Linked DNA regions of Mus musculus: region 1 is linked to region 2. Evidence: chromatin contacts called from public promoter capture Hi-C data. All regions are on one chromosome and are shown on one strand. The core of a region is the stretch at or near the end of the contact, and the rest is flanking DNA. Distances in the headings are between cores, read along the strand shown. Region 1 holds the start of Ptpn14 (protein tyrosine phosphatase, non-receptor type 14). Region 2 holds the start of Spata17 (spermatogenesis associated 17).

Evidence for each region. Promoter capture Hi-C pulls out the DNA fragments that hold promoters and counts their contacts.
Region 1: a contact with region 2 is called in a promoter capture Hi-C map of pre-B cells, with 4 times the contacts expected there. The contact joins the promoter of Ptpn14 here to the promoter of Spata17 in region 2. A contact is called at or near these places in 4 of 39 promoter capture datasets (the 3T3-L1 cell line, frontonasal cranial neural crest, hippocampal neurons and 1 more).

The regions. Positions count from the first base shown.
Region 1 is chr1:189,725,667-189,730,098 of GRCm38.p6, forward strand. It overlaps Ptpn14 (protein tyrosine phosphatase, non-receptor type 14), which reads left to right and starts at 2,602. Exons shown (of 19, transcript NM_008976.2): 1 at 2,602-2,998.
Region 2 is chr1:187,213,134-187,217,580 of GRCm38.p6, forward strand. It overlaps Spata17 (spermatogenesis associated 17), which reads right to left and starts at 2,313. Exons shown (of 10, transcript NM_028848.3): 1 at 2,037-2,313. The coding sequence starts at 2,152. Gpatch2 (G patch domain containing 2) reads left to right here and starts at 2,378. Exons shown (of 10, transcript NM_026367.4): 1 at 2,378-2,543. The coding sequence starts at 2,491.

The sequences.
Region 1 (4,432 bases), core at 1,352-3,851, 2.5 Mb after region 2:
TGAGACAGGGTCTATATAGCCAAGGTTGGCTTTGAACTCTCTGGCCTAAAACTCACGGAGGTTGTCCCGACTCAGCTTCCTGAGTGCTGAGATTATAGGTGTGAGGCAACATGCCAGATTTCCCAAACCTCTTCCAGTACTGTGCAAGCAAGCAGTATATGCTGATCTTTCAGTACTGTGCACACAAGCAGTATAAGCTAAAGGACACTCTGGGGTCCAAGCTGTGCTTTCTCCTTACAAAGAATTATATCTCAGTGGTTGAGCACAAATCTAGCATACAGGAGAACCAACGTGCATCATCTTCCAAGTCATTAAAAAGACTCTCTCTCTCTCTCTCTCTCTCTCTCTCTCTCGTGTGACAGAGAGAGAGAGAATATTTTTGTGTTGTCTTCTTATGATCCAGTATAAAACCAATCAGTCAGTACTTTATAGGTTCTTAAAATTAATAAAGACTTTTATTTTCATGAATGAATTGATTTAAACATTACAAGCAAGCACAGGGGGTGAGCGCCCCGCCCAGGCTACACTTAAAGCTGTGTTCATCACTGGACTCCCAGCTCTGGCATCCCTCAGCTTCCTCCACAAACATGCCTGAGTCTGGAGGAGGAGGCATGGAGCAAGCTCAGACAGGGTGGCAGCTCAAGATCCAGTTAACCCAACCAAACTCTGTCCCTAATGTCACACTCCGCTGACAAAATAAACTCAAGCCTCCTTTAAGTGGCTTGCCCAGGGTTGCAAGGCTGCTCACAGGCAGAGCCCAGCGTTTGCATCTGTTCAAAAAAAACCCTTTGCTCTTTCTTCTAGACCACAGTGGCCTCTGGGGCTGTGCTCAGTGGTCTGAGACTCAGAGCCACAACATCCATATGCCACTTAATTTCTACTGTGACATTTGCCTCCTGTCTCCCAGAAAGGAACAGCCTGTTGGCATCTTTTTGTCTTTGAGCCCCATCCTGTTTCAGTCAAACGCCTGCGGCTGAGAGCAGCTCTTCTGCAGCCTGGGTCCTTTAGGCCACCTCAGCAGTAGGTGTTCCCTGGTGATGCTGACCCCTCTTTTCTGCTGCCTGAATCCTCACTAAGGGATCGTGATTGTCACGCTAGGCTGTGTGGAATGCTGCCCACACTGAGCCTTGACATAAAGCTATTCCTGAAGGCTGGTTGGAAACTCCTCAAAGCCCTCTCCTTGATATTTTGAAAGACTCAGCCTCCTTTGCTTTCCATCCACCCCATTTTGCCCCCTCCACGCCCCCCCCCCCCCGTCCTCTTTTATTCTTCTTGGTTCTGTAGAAGAACACTCAGAAGCCAGTTATTAACAGACTTGCTCTGTGGGCACAGAGATCTTTCTTTCTTGTTTTGAGGTAGGGTCTTGCTATGTAGTCTAGGCCAGCCTCGAACTTGTGATTTTTCCTGTCTCTGCCTCCAGAGTTGGCATGAGCCATTTTGATAGGATAAGGCCTGGAAGTTTTGTGTCCCTTGCCTGTACAGTGAAGTAATTTAATGATATTTTGGGTGACAAGGACTTCAGGGTCCTTGAAAGGACTGGTCTTAAGATTTCAGGAAGAGAACAGATGCCAAGACATGCAAAGCACCTTAAAAATATAGGCAACTCCTTTCACTTCACAATTACTAAACCCAAGGATCAGGGGTAGGGGGCTGGGATCTTCCTGAGTTAACCACTGGGCCAGCAACTCCGCGGGGCCTAATACAGGTTTCCTTGCCCGGCCGAGTGCCTTTTCCATTACACTGGCTGCGCCTCAGTAACCCCACCTCCGAAAGTGCTAACGCAGTTCCCTCCCAGTGCCTACCCAGGCGGGGTGGGGCCCCCTCCGTGGCATGGAACAAACCGGGAAAACCACATATTCCAACTTCCAGCACACAAAGGCTGGTTGGCCGTGGGGGCGGGGTGGGAGGACCGGAGCTAAGACTCACTACTCAGAGATCCTAGGATTCTGAGGAGAGCTTCTAGATTGCCTTCTCAAGGAGGCCACCCTACTTTGTCCCGTGTCTCCTGGGCGGTGGCGGCATGGGGGCATCCTGCTTGGAGACCTCCCTCAAATAAATGGCCTGTTCTAGCTCCAGTGTCCCACCCCTTAGCTGCCCACGGAAATCTTGGAGGGACGGTCTTTTCCTTTCCTCTTTCCCCTCCGCCTCCTAAGCGTCACACAGTTTGGTTGATTTGGGTCATCGCCCCCTCTCCACTTCCAGTCTATCTCACTCCGGGCACTTTCCTTTAGTCCACCGTCCCACACCTTGGTAGGGAAAACGCGCTCCAAAGCTAGCCCATTAAAAGTGCACGACTTCTGCCCGGCCGGCCGAAGGAGCTCCCGCAGCCTGGCATTCCTCGGATTCCAGCGCTGTGACGTCCCTGGGGACCGTGCGCCCGCAGCGGGGGAGCCCGGGCTCCTCTTTTCAGCGCAGGGCGCGCGTCCCCGAGGCTGGCGCGCGCCCTCCCCGGACGCATTCCTGGCCCGCCCAGCGAGCGCCCCGCGCGCTCCCCGCCTCCTGGCCCCCAGCACTGCGGAGCAGAGCCCGGGGCGGGGGAGCGCGGCCAGCGGCGCCTGCTCGTCCCCTCCCACCCGGCCCCTTCCTCCGCCCTCCCCGGCCGCTCGCGCTTCCTGGCGCTCGGGCTCTCCGGAGGCTCAAGTTCTGCACAACTTCTCCCGGCTGCCCAGCGCCTCGGCCGCGGGCCCGGCCAGCTAGCTGCGCTCCTCGGCTCAGCCGTCTCGTCCACAGGGCAGGTCCTCGTGGAGCATCTGGTACCAAGTGGCCGCTGGCGGTCCCTCTCTGCGCCCCACCTCTCTGATCGCCCGGGTCCCCTCGCGTGGGACGGCGGTGCTTAGGTTCTTGGCCCTTTCTCCTCCCCGGTGCGCCCGGCGCGCCGGCCGCTGCGTAACCCTCCCTGCGCCCCTCCTCTGCCAGCTCCTGGAAGCCAGTGGTGGGGACCCAGACTCCCTGATGGTCAACGTGCGGCACCCGGGGCACTCCCGGGCCATGTAAGCAGGTAAGCTAGCCGGTCGGGAGCAGATACTCCAGGCAGAGCCAACTTCGTTCGCCGCCGGGGACGCCGGGATGCGCGGTGGGGGCGCCAGGTGGCCGGCCGCCGGTTCTCTTCGCTAGCAGTGCTCGCTCGTCCGGGATTGAGCTGGAAGGGGAGCGCGGTCTGGGACTCGGATTCAGCCAAAACATCGCCTCCAGCTCCTGTTGTGTTTGCGAGCAGGGGAACAGAGCGCAGAGCCCAAAGCTTGTCCTGTGCCTCTGTGGGCACTGGGTTTGTGAGGGGGTTCTTGTGCCCTCTCCCCAATACCTCAGCCTTGATACCAAACTCCTGAGTCTCTTGGCCCCGGCTTGGGTGATCCTTACAGGCGCGCAGGGAAAAATACCTTCATCTCAGACCAATCTCCAACTCGAACTTTGCAAGTTCTGAGAGTTAACAGCCCCTTTCCCACGTGACGCCACATCTAGTTTTAAATCTTTGGGAATGGTTTTCCTATCTTTTCTGGGAGGAATTGATGTGCGCTGTCACTATCCCGCTTTGCCCTTCTTCCTTTGGTTTGAGGAGATATTGGGGTCTTGAGTTTAGTTGGTTCACGGATTAGCTGGGTCCTACTTAGGCGAGTTCAGACTGCTGCTGAATGGGTGTATGTATGGTCAATTTCCAAAATGCGTTAATTTCTTGAAATGGATTTCCTCCCTCATTAATTCAACAAACTCAGTGGTGAGTCTTCCCCTGTGCTAAGAGATCACATTACAAGAGTCTGCAGCACCCTGCAGGCAGCCGTGGGCGGATGGGGACATGTGCTGTGAGAGAGGGGTTCTGAGACTCTTGGGAAGGCCAGGCCCTGGAGGAAAGGGGTTACCTTCGTTGAGGGAATGATGCTCAACTTAGGAGTGGTTGAGGGACCGCATTCCAGAGGAGGGAACAGCTTGGGCAAAGTGAGGGGCGCGGAGAGGGGCGTGCAGAAAGTCTTGGAGAGCGACCTGGTGGCTGGCTGGGCATGTATGGGCAGGTTGGTGCAATGTTGCTGGCATAGTTAGCCCCCACCCCAGCAGAAACGAAACCGGAAGTCTTTTACCCACTTCCCGTGACCAGGAGTAGCTTCCAAGGATCAAAAGCGTTCCCTTGGACATGTTCCCTCCCCTGATGTGTTTCCCACAGGGTTCTGTAGGGTGACAGGTGTTTAATTGTCGTTAATTTACCCATCCTTGGTTTTGTTAAAGTATCCCCGTGAGGACCATCCCACCCCACTACAGAACCTTGTCCTGAGAGCTTTTGACATGGGGAGAGCAGTTTGTGTCTTACAAGTGGAGTTTCCTCTTTGGTGCTGGGGACAGAACCTGGTCCAGGCCTCGTGCTCACCAGTCACCAGTGCTCATCCCTTTCCCAGATCCCTAACAGCTTTCTTCCCTAGCAGCACTCTTACCCGTGTGACTGTGT
Region 2 (4,447 bases), core at 1,063-3,562:
TGTCATAATTATGCAACTGAATGTTGTTACCCTGATCATTTACCCTTCCCAATAAACCTCTAGGCTTTGTCGTTTTTCATTTACAGATGATGAAGCTTACAGTTAGAGCGTTCAGTTTAGAGCAAACATGTAAGAGTTTATCACTAAAGTTAAAGTAACACAAAGTATTTGAACTGCGTCTCTACCTCTATACAAAACATCACTGTCTACTAGGGGAAAATTATTTTTTCATCAAAATTAAGTAAAAGTATAAAAGAAAATTCAGGAATTTTTAAAATAAAATTAAGTAAAGGTTTAATAGTAAATTCAAGAAACAGTTAAGAGTCAAAGAAACAAATTAACAAGTGAGTTGCTATTAATTTATGTTATTAGAACTTCAATGATTGTTCAAATTGAAGGCACATCAACTTACTAAATTAAGATCACTCTAGGAACTGTTATGAGTCAGAAACAAATTTTTCCAGTGATGGAGATAATGGGGCCACATTCAGAACAGTGTAAAGGGATTACACTGAAGGCTGATGCGGAGGACCACACCCCAGCAGCCATCAGTCCTGTTGTGGGTAGCACTATAGATCAGAATATCTATACCACTACTGCTGCTCGGGACACTTCTTCCCAGGTAGTGCAGTATTTAAATACACAGGCTCTATAGCTGAGTGTGATCCCTGAGTGACCTATTTCCTTTAACAGCCCACCTAACACATTCGGGCCCTCTGGATGCCAGCTAGCAGAAGGGAAACCAGCAGCTCAGTTTTGACTTAGAGCGAGCGCATCACAATTCCGTTCTCAATGTCTGCTCCACAATAGCATGAAGGAGTCAACTTGTCCCCACTGCACACTGAGGTCATGAACAAGCAGGAGCCTGCCACATAACTCTAAATGAATACTATATGATCTCTGAATGTTAAGTATAAGAATTCCATTGCGCAATGGCTATGCTTATTTAAAGATGATTAATTGGAAGCTTCGGTAATGTGATTATTCACTAAATAACTGTTGTAGCTATTCCATTTCAGGAAGCAAGACAGTACAGGCTGAAATAATGGTTAAACTAAGAGGCAAGAAAAAAAGCAACATTGGCCTACTTCTAGCAAGAAAATCCATAGTTTCTCACAAAAGTTACAAGATTGAATTATCACTGTAGTTGCTAGAGGTTCACGATGAAATAGCAAAACTATAGTTGAGATGTATGTTAGGATAAGAATAGCTTATCAGGACTTTCTCACACTGACTTGGTCACTGCTGGTCTGCTATAATTTATCACACTTTTTGTAATGTACTTTTTGTGATTCCTTCTAAGTTTTGAAAACCACTGGGCCATTGCTTCTAGTTTCAATGTCCCCTTTTCATGGAGAGGAAGTTTAGGTGTGGGGGGTGAGAATGCTGCCTTAGCTCTTGCCCATTTACTGTACCAATTATCTTGTCACAATGGTATAGAAACTTCACTTGGACAAATGAATCACAGATGAATTGAATTCTGTGATGTTTGTGAGATTAAGTGAAGCTCAAATTCCCATTTGGACATTGATATTCTGAATTCATGGAACTACCTGGGTAAGCCTGGTTAACGTTAATTAGGCCACTAGACCTACATTGTATAAAATAGGTTTCACCAAACCAAATTTCTCAGTGATTATTTTAAAATGTCGAAAAAAAAAAAGCCCCACAAAACAAAACAGTATTTTGAGGAAGACTCCCAAATGTTGCCCAGGGCAGCCTTGAATTTTCTGTGTTGCCCAGGCTGGACTGGACTCACAGTCATCCTCCTGCCTGTTTCCCCAGTCGGGGTTTACTTCATTTAGGGCGGCCCTTAATAATTCTCTATTCTGGGATCTTCCTTAGAGAATATTAACTTATTAATGACTTGTCAATGTATATATAATCCACTTGTGATTGATTATATATATATATATATATAAACTTCTGATCATGTTTGAATCCCCATGGGGAGAAGAAGAATTTAGAATTATTTCCTGAATTAAGTAATTTGTTAACAGTAAACATCTTCTGAGACCCCTCTCTTCACTACTCACCGGTTCCTAAAGTAGTACTGACTTTCTAGAAAGGGTGCCCGCGCCAGCAGCTTGGCTAAAGTAGCCATGTCCTTCAACTCCTGGAGTTCACCAAAATTGTTACTATTAGTCTCCATGGCAACTGGGCTGAACCAAGGTCACTTCCGACTTATCGGCCTTTCCTTTCACTCTGTTTCAGTTTCAAGCAACTGGACAGAGAAATCGGATTTGTACACGTGAGACCAGACTTGAGTCGACTCGCCCCTTTCTCCTGGAATTTCGAGCTGCTGATGGGAAGGGTCAGGGTAGGCTAAGGTGAGCGAATGGTCGCTTCCGGTTTCCGGTTTCCGCCTCCAGCCGGCTTCCGGAAGTTGCTCTCAAAATGCTGAAGTCCTGTGTGGAATTGGCCGGGGCTGCGGGAGTTGGAGTCGGTCCTCGGGCCTGAGCCTCGAGGCCGCGCTCCCGGGTGTCGTTGATGTTTGGGGCCGACGGGCGCCCAGCGATCGGAACCGCCGCCGGGAAGAGCTGGTGAGCCCGGCGGGCGGTTGGGAACGGGGCGAGCGAGCCGGCGAGCAGCTCGCGGGGCTCCGGGTCAGAGACGGCCGTGCACCAAGTTTCTTCAGGCCGCGTTCCCGTTGTCCCTGCCAAACCGGCCACATTGTACTAGATTCCGTGGTTGACAAGATCACAGAAATTCCCAGTCCCAGAAGTTTCTTAGTAGCAGAGACACCAGGCTCTTGTACTCCCTGCGCAGCTCGGTTCGTGTAAAGCCTAGAAGTTTTCCACCGCCCTGGAGGCTCTGTCCTAGTTTATGGGAAAGGGGCGTTTTCCAGTAGCCCCAGGTTGGAATTTGTCTTTAGGGTACCCTGGTCCACTGCTGTAAGTTTCCAAACTGCTTTCGCAAATCACACTTGATCTTTAATGACATCCCTGCTGTAGGAGACTCGCAGGTACAGAAAATTTAAGAGGCAAAGTTGTCCTGTGCCCCTGAGTACCAGAGATGATAGCTCAGTTTTGGATTTTCTAGTTGAAAACCCTGGTCGCCCAACCTCCACCCCCACCCCCACCCCCCGTTTGTTCCAACGCTTTTCAGAGAAACGTTAGTGTAACAAGAAAGTAGATGTCTTGCGGTCCATCTTGAAACATAAAAATCTGACCAGTAAGTCAAGAACTGTGATTTTTAAAGTTCCTGCCAGTGGGCTGTGATGTCTGATTGTTTAGCATCACCGATAACTGAAAAGTTAAAAGAATATCTTAGGTCAGATGGCTTATTTGGTTCCTCTCTAGAGACCATTTCTAACCAGTGTTGTTTTTCTTGTAGCTTTTAAGTTCTCACGATTTTCAGTTAGAATACTAGGAGAAGCTTTTTATTTTTTTTTTTTATTTTTATTTTTATTTTTTTAAAGATTTATTTATTTATTATATGTAAGTACATTGTAGCTGTCTTCAGGGATACCAGAAGAGGGAGTCAGATCTTGTTACGGATGGTTGTGAGCCACCATGTGGTTGCTGGGATTTGAACTCTGGACCTTCGGAAGAGCAGTCGGGTGCTCTAACCCACTGAGCCATCTCACCAGCCCAGGAGAAGCTTTTTAAATGAGCAATTGTAATTGTTGCACTCAGCTTGGAACAAGAGACGCAGGTCACAATGCACTAGTTTTTCTTAGCTTTGGCAGTTGTACATGTGGTAGGAACCACCACAGAAAACAAGATAAAGGAACTTCCCTACATCCTGGTGTTTCCTCTAAAGTGTACTTAATGCTTCAATGTTCAGAGCCTGGTAAGGAACGGAAGTGTTCAGTAGATTGGTCTGGTCCTAATAGAAAGGAAGTCATTTGTGTGCTAGTTGACATAAACACACAAACCAACCGGTGACCCCATTTATTCTTCATTGTGCTTTCTGTCTCCTATCATGCATAGATAGCGCTGTGTATTACTGGCTATTACTTGACGCGCTATTACTCTAAACTGGAGTTACTTGCAGTAGTGTTTTTACTTGCTAAACAACTCATCTTTTGTAATGAGTGAGACCAGAATATCATTAGCACCTATCAGCTGGTGCTTTTGAAAGAAAGTCTTAAAATGAGTCAGTCTCTCTCTCTCTCTCTCTCTCTCTCTCTTTGGTTTTTTTTGAGACAGGGTTTCTCTGTGTAGCTCTGGCTGTCCTGGAACTCATTCTGTAGAACAAGCTGCCCTTGAACTCAGAAATCTGCCTGCCTCAGCCTCCCAAGTGCTGGGATCAAAGGTGTGTGCCACCACTGGCCACCTTAAAATGAGTCTTAACTGTCCGAAGAAGCGTGTTACACAAAACCAGGACCTTTCTTTTCTAGTTAGTGTGCATGCCAGTCCACTGTTGTCTTCCCCTCCTGCCTTCCCTTCTTCACCAGCAATCTCCCTTTCCTCTTGGCTCTCTTTCCCTTTCTGAGGCTGAA